Regions from separate parts of the Anas platyrhynchos genome. Here region 1 is linked to region 2. The links are chromatin contacts, called in public Hi-C maps. All regions are on one chromosome and are shown on one strand. Each heading gives the region's core, a stretch centred on a gene start, on an enhancer-like site or on the middle of the called end of the contact. The rest is flanking DNA. Distances are from core to core; before and after follow the strand shown. Region 1 overlaps STN1 (STN1 subunit of CST complex). Region 2 overlaps SH3PXD2A (SH3 and PX domains 2A).

Region 1 (4,129 bases), core at 260-2,759, 230 kb before region 2:
GGTGCTGATATGTAGCAGCTTCTTCCTTATTTTCTCACTCCCAAGTCTGCCTCTCTGCCTTCTCTGTCAATCTCTTGACTTACTTTCTTAGTGATTCTGTTTCAGTATCCATCCAGGCAGAGCTGTGTGTCAGTTCACACGGAGCCTGTTTTTAATTATCTCCCTTTTCTGACGGGATCTCAGTGTTAAGCCAAACTGAATAATTATCCTGCTTCTTTGGAGATATTTTTATCTTTTTTCCCCTCGCCAAATGTTTGCTTTCACATTAAAAATTGATCTGAGTCTTGAGGTGGTTGCTTTGCTAGCAGTTTCTTTAGATTCCTGCATTTGTTAGAGGCAAAGCCTCTTCATTTTAGGTACAGCGATGTGAATGTGCTTTTCACAGGATGGTTGAGGTTGAAAGGGGCCTCTGGAGATCACCTAGTCCAGCTCCCCTGCCAAGCAGGATCACCTAGAGCACATTGGCAGGATGGCATCCAGGTGGGTTTTGAATACCTCCAGAGTAAGAGACTCCATGGGCAACCTGTTCCAGTGCTCTGCTCAGTCACCCTCACAGCAAACAAGAGTTTTCTCATATTCAGCTGGAAATTCTGTATTTCAGTTTGTGCCCATTGCCTCTTGTCCTGAAGAAAAAAAAAATAATTAAGAGAAAGTATTCACTCTTCACTTACAAAGCAAATAAACAAAATCCCTTTCTTCTATATTTTGTTTGTTTCTTCAGTTCATAAGAAGCAGCACTATAAAGTATGATGGAGGTATTAATGGTGTGAGGGGAATGGTGTCCAGATGTAAGGTCAGGTTTGTAGTTAAAAATAGTGTCTGTAGTTGTACTGGTACAGCTGTGGTGGACAGGGGACAAGCAAACATTCAAACACTAAAATCCTTCTGTAACAGGAGAAAACTTGAAGCCAAATAAAGACAGAATAATAGCTATTCTTCTGTGGTAATTGCCTTGGACTACAAGGTAATTATTTTTGACTAACGATTTGAGAGGAAAAAGATTGCTGTTGTTGGACAGAAAGAAAGAGTGAGAGAGCTGTGATTATGGCCTGCTGAAACATTGAGGGGAAGGGTGTGGAGAAAGCTGTAGAGCGTGCCAATGCCAATATCTCTGTTGGATCTCCTAAACCATTCCTGGTGAGGCATGTCAATTCCCAGGCTTACAGCTAGTCCGAGTTGGACTTGAGCCTTACAAATGGATGGAAGTAATGCTTTGTGAAGGGACGTTCTTTCGTTACCAACCTGGTGTCTGTCACCACGTGTCCATGTGAGTTCACTCTGGTGCACGGTGGTTGCTTGATTCACTCCCAGTATTTCTGTGAGTTCCCCTGGTGAATGAAGTAGGATACACGAAGGCTGATACTTCTGCTCAGGACAGGATGGGAGCGTTTATGGTGGCAGATGAAGAAAGGGCTTGGCAACTCTTGCTTTGGTTGCTCTGGTGTGGTCTGGTTCCATTCATCACATGTTCGCTTGTGGGAAGCAGTTCAGCTCTGCTCTCAAAGGAAACCACAGGGAGCACAGAGTGTTCCCAACAGATGTGGAAACAACAATTGGGGAATTGAAGCAGCCTTTGTAGATAAATGGAAGGTTGAAACAGCGGGACAGATAAAGATGGGAAAGAATGTAATGGTCTAGCTCTTATCTGCCCATACATTCTCCTCTCCACAGCTGATTCTTTATTTCCTTCAACTTCCCCAGCTGTCATTCCACTGTCTTAGCTCTGCTCTATCTCCAAACAAACCCTGCTTTTCCTTTTTTTTTTTTTCTTACTTCCTACTCTGCTAGCAGTGTCCTGAACCCTTCACAAGAGACTTTTTTCCCACCTGCCTTCTAGCCTTCATCCTTTGTTTCCCTATCTCATATATCTATCTTAATTTCTTGCACGCTCTTTCTCCTGACATTTCATTAGGGCTGTGGAGAGACTCTTAAAACCGTGACTAAAATACTTGTAAAAATTTGGAAAGCAGGGGACAAGAAACAAATATTATTCTTACCAGTTTCCTTCTTTTCTTTGGACACAGCCTCAGTTTGGTATCAGGAGATGGAGATCCAATTCCTAGCACTTGGATTCCTCTTGAATATCACCCTACAAAGCGCTGATCTTTGCTTCTTTCCATATACCCCTCACTCCCAGAAAACAACATAGAAATACCATCAAAGCAGTCAAATTCTCTGTAAGCATCATAGGCCTATTCCAAAAGAAGGGGGCTTTCAGTACATAATCACATAGCTGCAAACAGCAGTTAGGAGATTGTACAATTCTGACGAAACCACAAGCTTCTGATATTTATATTTTTTTAAAGACTGAGGTGTTGGTTAGTTCATATGTAACTGATGAAGTTAACAGGTTGGTTTGCATGTAACAAATAAGATTTGTGATTTACCAAATAAAGAAAAATGTGGAACAAAATGACGTGAAGTTCTCTTGCTCTTGAAATTTTCTGGAGCTTTTGCCATCAGCTTTAGTTGGGCTGAGATTTCTCACCATTTGCTGTGTACATTTCTTCCCATCCAGGTGAATTCAAAACCTGACTCCAGCTCCAAAAGGATTCACAGTGTTTTTAAGGAAGCAATAAAGATGCTACAAGAAGAAGGAGTGGTTTTCCAGAAACCTAGTAGCTCCAAGGACTTGTACCATGTAAGGAATTGAGCTGTGATTGCAAACATATTCAATGCTTTGACTATTTCATAGTTTCAGAGTAGAAATATTTCAGGAAGAGAAGCTGGACCTCCAAGTGCTGTCTGTTTATTCCAAAGGCTTATCTACGTCTTTCTTTACTATTACTTATACCTCTCTGTCACCTACCAAGCTGATCTTCTTGTAACTCAGTGCCAGTCTTCAGCACTGCTGCTGTTCTAGGTGCAGTCTGTGTTCAACCTGGGTTGCTTAACTGTATGCTGATGCGACAGAGCACACTGAAGACTGGGACAGGTCTCTGTCAGGTTTAGGTTAAAACTCAGTGTTCTGTTGAGTTGGATGCCCTCTTTTGGGTTGATTCTGGTATCTTATGTTCTTCTCCTAACTCCTGAATGCTGCTAACATTGCTCAAAAGATAACTGAAGATTTAACATGCATTATTTATCTTGGAGGCAGCATATCTTGCTGACTGTAGTTATGACAATGTAAGTTTAGAATACGTTGTGGCCTTGATGTATGGCCATGATACATCCTTTTTAACATCCGCTCCATTTACTGTGAAATAGACTACTATAAATTGCCATTTTTTTCCGTTACCTCCAGGTGACTGACTATGATAAGGACCTGCTTAAAGTGACCCTCGATGTGGTTAAAGAGGACTGCCGAAAACCCAGGCGTAAGTACTGGTGTGGTCAGGTTTCTGGTGAGCTATGAGCTGGTGCTGATACTTTGATGACAATCTCTCCTGCTGCTGCTGGATTAGGTACACTTCCTGTCCTTACCCTTAAACTCGAAGCTAAATTACTTGTGTAGCTCATCAGAGTAGCTAAAAGCAGAAGTGCAGGAGCAGCTTCCTATGAGCAGAGAGAGAGAGTGAGAGAGCACATGTGCCTAGCATGAAGCAACCTCGCAGATCTGAAATGAGCAGCCATTATCTAAGATCTGTATCTTTTCAGTGTACATAAATTTTGGGAGGAACCAAATGCAATGAGGTTAGGTCAGCAACTAATAGCAGTTGCTCTGCACTTCGGGTAGGTGGCAGATCTTGCTAGGTCAGTTTCTACATGGGAGCTGACACAAAAGCGGTAGTGCAGAAAAGTGAAATCCTCACCTCCATTAAGCCAACAGTAACATTCACTTATGTCAGTAGGGTATTCTCTGTAGGTTTTAAGCAAGTGCAGAGTTCGAGTGGCTGTTCTTTACAGGTAGGGATTTCAGTCTAACAAAATCCACTTCATTTCATGTAATATACCTCGTCTGACTTCGGAATTACCCTGTTCCTGAAGCATATGGTGTCTTATTGCCATTACAAAAGGTAGTGCTTGCCTTGAGTGGCTGCTAATTGCACAGGTACATTGATACAGAGTTTGTCAATGCATTGGGCTGAACATGTTAGCATGGATCACTTGCTGCTGGAGTGCAGCTAGTTGTGGGGTAAAATGTAGTAAAGAATAAATGACTGACTAGAATATAAGGCATATACTCTTA
Region 2 (4,235 bases), core at 868-3,367:
GGTGAGAGCAATAGGCCAGGCAGTATTGTCATACATCTGTTATCCTTTTCCCTGGTAGCATCTCACCTAAATGCGTAATGGAGGGAGTGATTTGTGTAGAGAAGGAAGGGATTTAATGTTCAGAAGGTGATTGCATCCTAGTTTGCAGAGGACCCTTGCCCCAAACTTTCATTTTCCCTTAATGATCAGACCCAGAGATGCTGTGAGGCTGATGGGTGACTGTGCCCATTCCTCAGCTACAAGAAGTCGTGCTGGAGCAGGCGTTTGGAAAGCTGTGGTGCAAATCCAGGCGTGAATGCTGAAGGTGTGACCTCCCCTGCCCTCTGCAGCAGTAAGGAGGTTGCATCCCTAGAGAGAGAGTGTGACCGCTCTGCCCAGCGAGAGGAGCTGGAGCTAGCTGAAAAGCTGGCTTTAGCTGCAGCAGGGCCTGCTGTTTATGTGAAGGAGCAATAAGATAAACAGAGAAACTTCTGCTGTAGCTGTAGTGGCAAGGGTGAACTCTGATAGAGCAGCTCTGGTATGGGGGAGAGACAAAGCAGAGCAGTCCTCCAACACTAAACAAACGCGTGGCTTAGCTCTGCATTGCTGGCCTAGAAATGGAAGTGTCTGAAGCAATGTGTAGCTGGGAGCTGCTGCAGCTCTGCACACCCAAACTTCTCATCCCTTTCCTCTTGGGGACAAACTCTGGGTGCCCAGGGACCTTCCACAGTTCAACTCAGTGCTTGGGTTTTGCAGGTGGTAGAAACCAGACTCTCAGCTCCTTTTAGCAGAAGTCACTTTAAAAAAAGAGGAAAAATAAGCCTGCCTCTACCATGCAAAGCAGAAACACAGCACAGAGAACTGTCCTGTGACTTTGAAGTTGGGTTTCGTGTCTGTGGGGAAGGTGTGGTATCTTGATGGTGCTAATTACAAACTAGCTGAAACTCCTTAGCAGTAATAAAGTGGCTGCATTAACAGGGAGCAGGAGAGAATATTTTCCTCTTGGGGACAAAGATTCCGATGGATTTTATTCCATCGGAGTTAGAAAGCTCTACTGTGACCCGTCAAAGGAAGTTGGCTTATGAGATGCAGTTTTGCTGAATTTTCTGCCACCAGATGCTCTGCCAATGTTTTTTTCCCCCCATTTCAGAGGTATTATTTCTTACTCTGTCTCAGTAAGGCTTTTCTAAGTTTCCATGTTTCTCCCAGCAACAAAATGCATTTGAGCCACAAGACCAAACAGATGGCTGGGTCTGCTTCGCTCTTTCCAAACGAGCGCTTGCCTCAAGCTGCTGCAACCTTTTCATAGCTCCTTTGTTCTGCAGCGATCAGGAACTCTGCATTCGCTTAATTTCCTGCCAGTTCCTGTGCACTGACAGCCCCCTGTTTGTTCCTGGCCGTGCCTTGTTGTGACTGCCAGCAGAAAGGGCTAGGAAGGCCGGTTGGGGTGTGCTTTATTGCTTGCCTTCCCTGCCTTTGATCTAGCCACAGAAACTCATGCTGTTACATGCACTGCAGCCTGGGTTCAGGAGAAGGGTTTGGTAACTTTTTCCACGTCTGCTGCTGCAAAGCGAGGCTGGCACTTCATGTTTTCAATGCCAGTTGTAATTTTTCAAGCTAACGGAGGGAAAGGTTGACCCCGAGCATGATGGAGGTGTTGCAGTAAGTGACTCCTGGTGGGCAGAGGAAGATGCTGAGAAAGTGTTTGCTCTGTTCATTGGCTTGTGCTCAGCAAGTTGGCTCACTTCTGCCCAGCCTGGAAAGGAGATAGCATCCCCCATCCACCTCCAGCAGCTAAGTTTTTGGCTTAACCCCCCTGCTTGAAATCCAGCCTGTGCTTTTGAAGTACGTGTCTCGGTTCTGGCCCTCCTTTCCCACTGCCACCTGCGTACTTCTCTGGAGTGAGGTCTTGCAGAAGCGTGTTTGCAAACACTTCACAACCCATGAATGCAAGATGATGTATGGTCTCCTGTTAAATGCACACCCCTTTTGTTCACATGTCACTTCTTTTAATGGTGTTTCAAGCTCGTTCCTGTAGCCCCACGCCGCTCTGGAGCTGCGGGGAGAGCAGCGAGCGTGCTGGGCCAGCCCCTTGGAGCTGGGGAGCATCGGTCCCTCTCAGGATACAGGGCTCGGGTTTCAGTAACACAATGCTTCGTGCAACCATGTGCGTGTTCAAAAGAGCCAACTGGCTGGAGCTCCCGCGGTGACGCTCGGCTGATTTGGCAGCCGGGCTGATTCTGTCAAGTTACAGTATGGGAGTTAAGTCCAGCTTCAAATCCTCTTTCTTACCCGCTCGAGGAACTTGGGGAGGGGGGGAAACTCTCAGGGGACTTTGTGTCATTATTGGCATGGAAATGCTCGGTGATTATCAGCAGCAGGGCAGTGGCAAGGGGCTGATTATCTATCATGTCGTCAGCATAAATAATCAGTGGGCCCCTGAGCTGGGCTCCGCCTTTTGTAATGGCTCCACGTAATCGCTGCACAACAGTTTAAAAGCAAGCAGAACAGAAAAACAGCTGGACTAATCCTGACCCTAACTGATGTTGCCTTTTCTCCCTTCACTAGAAGAGAAATATGTCACCATCCAGCCGTACGCCAGCCAGGGGAAGGATGAGATTGGGTTCGAAAAAGGGGTCACCGTGGAGGTCATCCAAAAGAACCTGGAAGGATGGTGGTACATCAGGTAAAGCAGCTGCACGGCCACATTGCTGCAGAACCTGTGGCAATGAGCTTTTCTGATCGTTTGCTTAATGTTAGTACATAAGTAATTCTTGTTCGTGAGGACGCCCCTCTTGCATCTTGAAGGAATGTAAAGAAAAGGCTAAGGCCATGCTGATTAAAGAAATAGCACAGTGTATGCAAAAGCTGTAGACTTCGAGTGGGGGAAATTCCTTAACTTCTCAATGTTTTCTTCTTCCTTCAAGTTAAAAGCCCATCTCTGAGTTGATACGAGAGCCCTAACAGTGATTTCTGTTGTGTGTGATTTTAATGTGCTTCTGGTATGGGAGGTTTTCTGCAGCCCATTTAAATCTATTTATAGCAACCGTGAAAGGCTGACTGTGGTCTGCTGAGCTATTTGGGCAGGTGGTGTTATTCCCTGGGACAGAAAAGATAACTTTGGCTGTGGCCCTTTTCCAAACTTACTAGTTGATAAGTCGAATCCATCAATTTGCCTGACTTCTGCCTATCCAGATCAGGTATTCAGGCAAGCAGAGGGGCTGTGGTTGAAGGGCAGGCGAAGTTGTCATTGTGTATCTACCTTTGTTATGTATTTGAAATAGCAGTCATAGAGGACAGACTTGTGACTTAAAGGGATTTTTATGGGAAAATGTAGGTCAGGTGTGTCTAAGACAGTGGTATAAGGTGTAAGAAGTACTTAATGAGATCTTTCTCCATTTGGGTCCATGGAGCACTTGGGTTTTAGTGCTCTGTTGTGATTCTGCCCCTTTGTAATATAGACATTGCTTAGATGTGTGGACCGGGCCATACTGACACCCCATGCCTTAAAAAGGCACCACAGGTGGCTTAAAAATGCAGGTTTATCTCAGGCAGTGCAAGACATCCCAGCTGGTCATATTTCTAGTCAGCATGTAATCACGATTTTTCTCCTTTCCCTTCCCCAAGCTGTAACTTGCTTTTGTTTAAATTCTGCTTGATTCATCAGCTATGAATGAGGGCTATGAAAGTGCTGACTGCAGCAATGTTTTTGTTTTTCTTGATGTCCTGTACTCAAAAAAGGGATTTTTTTTTTTTTCTTCCATCTAATGCTCCCATAGAGAGAAGAGGCTAATAAAGATAGCAGTGGAGTCAGGAAGGCACTCCAGATAGCAAGAACACAAGATGCCTGGGTTTGGTCAGGTCACATTTTTTTCTCCTTTAATCATTCACAGAAGTGGAATCCAAAGTTGCAGATAAAGGAATCAACAGCACATAGGTTTTCTGGGGGGAGGAGTGTTGTAAGACATCTTCAGTCTATTCTGGTTATTTTTCTGAAGCGCAGCTGTATTACTACTGTAGGTTCCCCTTTGCCATACCAACAGCTGTACAATAAGAAGTCCTTTTTTTCCCCTTTGCCTTGAACTCTGCTTTGGACCAACCATGTTTTTCTAGAAACAAGTGTGTGTGTGCTTGTCAGGCTTTCTAGCAGAAGTGCGTGTAAGTGGTTCCTTCACGCTGATCAATGTGAAGGGCAGTGGATGCCCCAGCCTCCCCACGGCAGTCAGGGAACACAACGTGCCCTTGGCTTTTTTTAA

The links. A called contact is a pair of places that touch in the nucleus more often than the background predicts.
Region 1: a Hi-C map of skeletal muscle shows a contact between it and region 2, with 2.4 times the contacts expected there. The contact joins two enhancer-like sites.

Annotation. Positions count from the first base shown.
Region 1 is chr6:28,945,176-28,949,304 of IASCAAS_PekinDuck_T2T, reverse strand. STN1 (STN1 subunit of CST complex) reads left to right here. Exons shown (of 10, transcript XM_027459906.3): 8 at 2,519-2,641; 9 at 3,245-3,317. Among named protein-coding and RNA genes, the nearest start is that of SH3PXD2A, 16 kb to the right of the region's middle. Within about 2 kb of position 1,509, at least 2 of the 8 cell types and tissues checked have an H3K27ac peak or open chromatin away from gene starts, as enhancers often do.
Region 2 is chr6:28,717,478-28,721,712 of IASCAAS_PekinDuck_T2T, reverse strand. SH3PXD2A (SH3 and PX domains 2A) reads left to right here. Exons shown (of 15, transcript XM_072039762.1): 11 at 2,548-2,665. Among named protein-coding and RNA genes, the nearest start is that of NEURL1, 170 kb to the right of the region's middle. Within about 2 kb of position 2,117, at least 1 of the 8 cell types and tissues checked has an H3K27ac peak or open chromatin away from gene starts, as enhancers often do.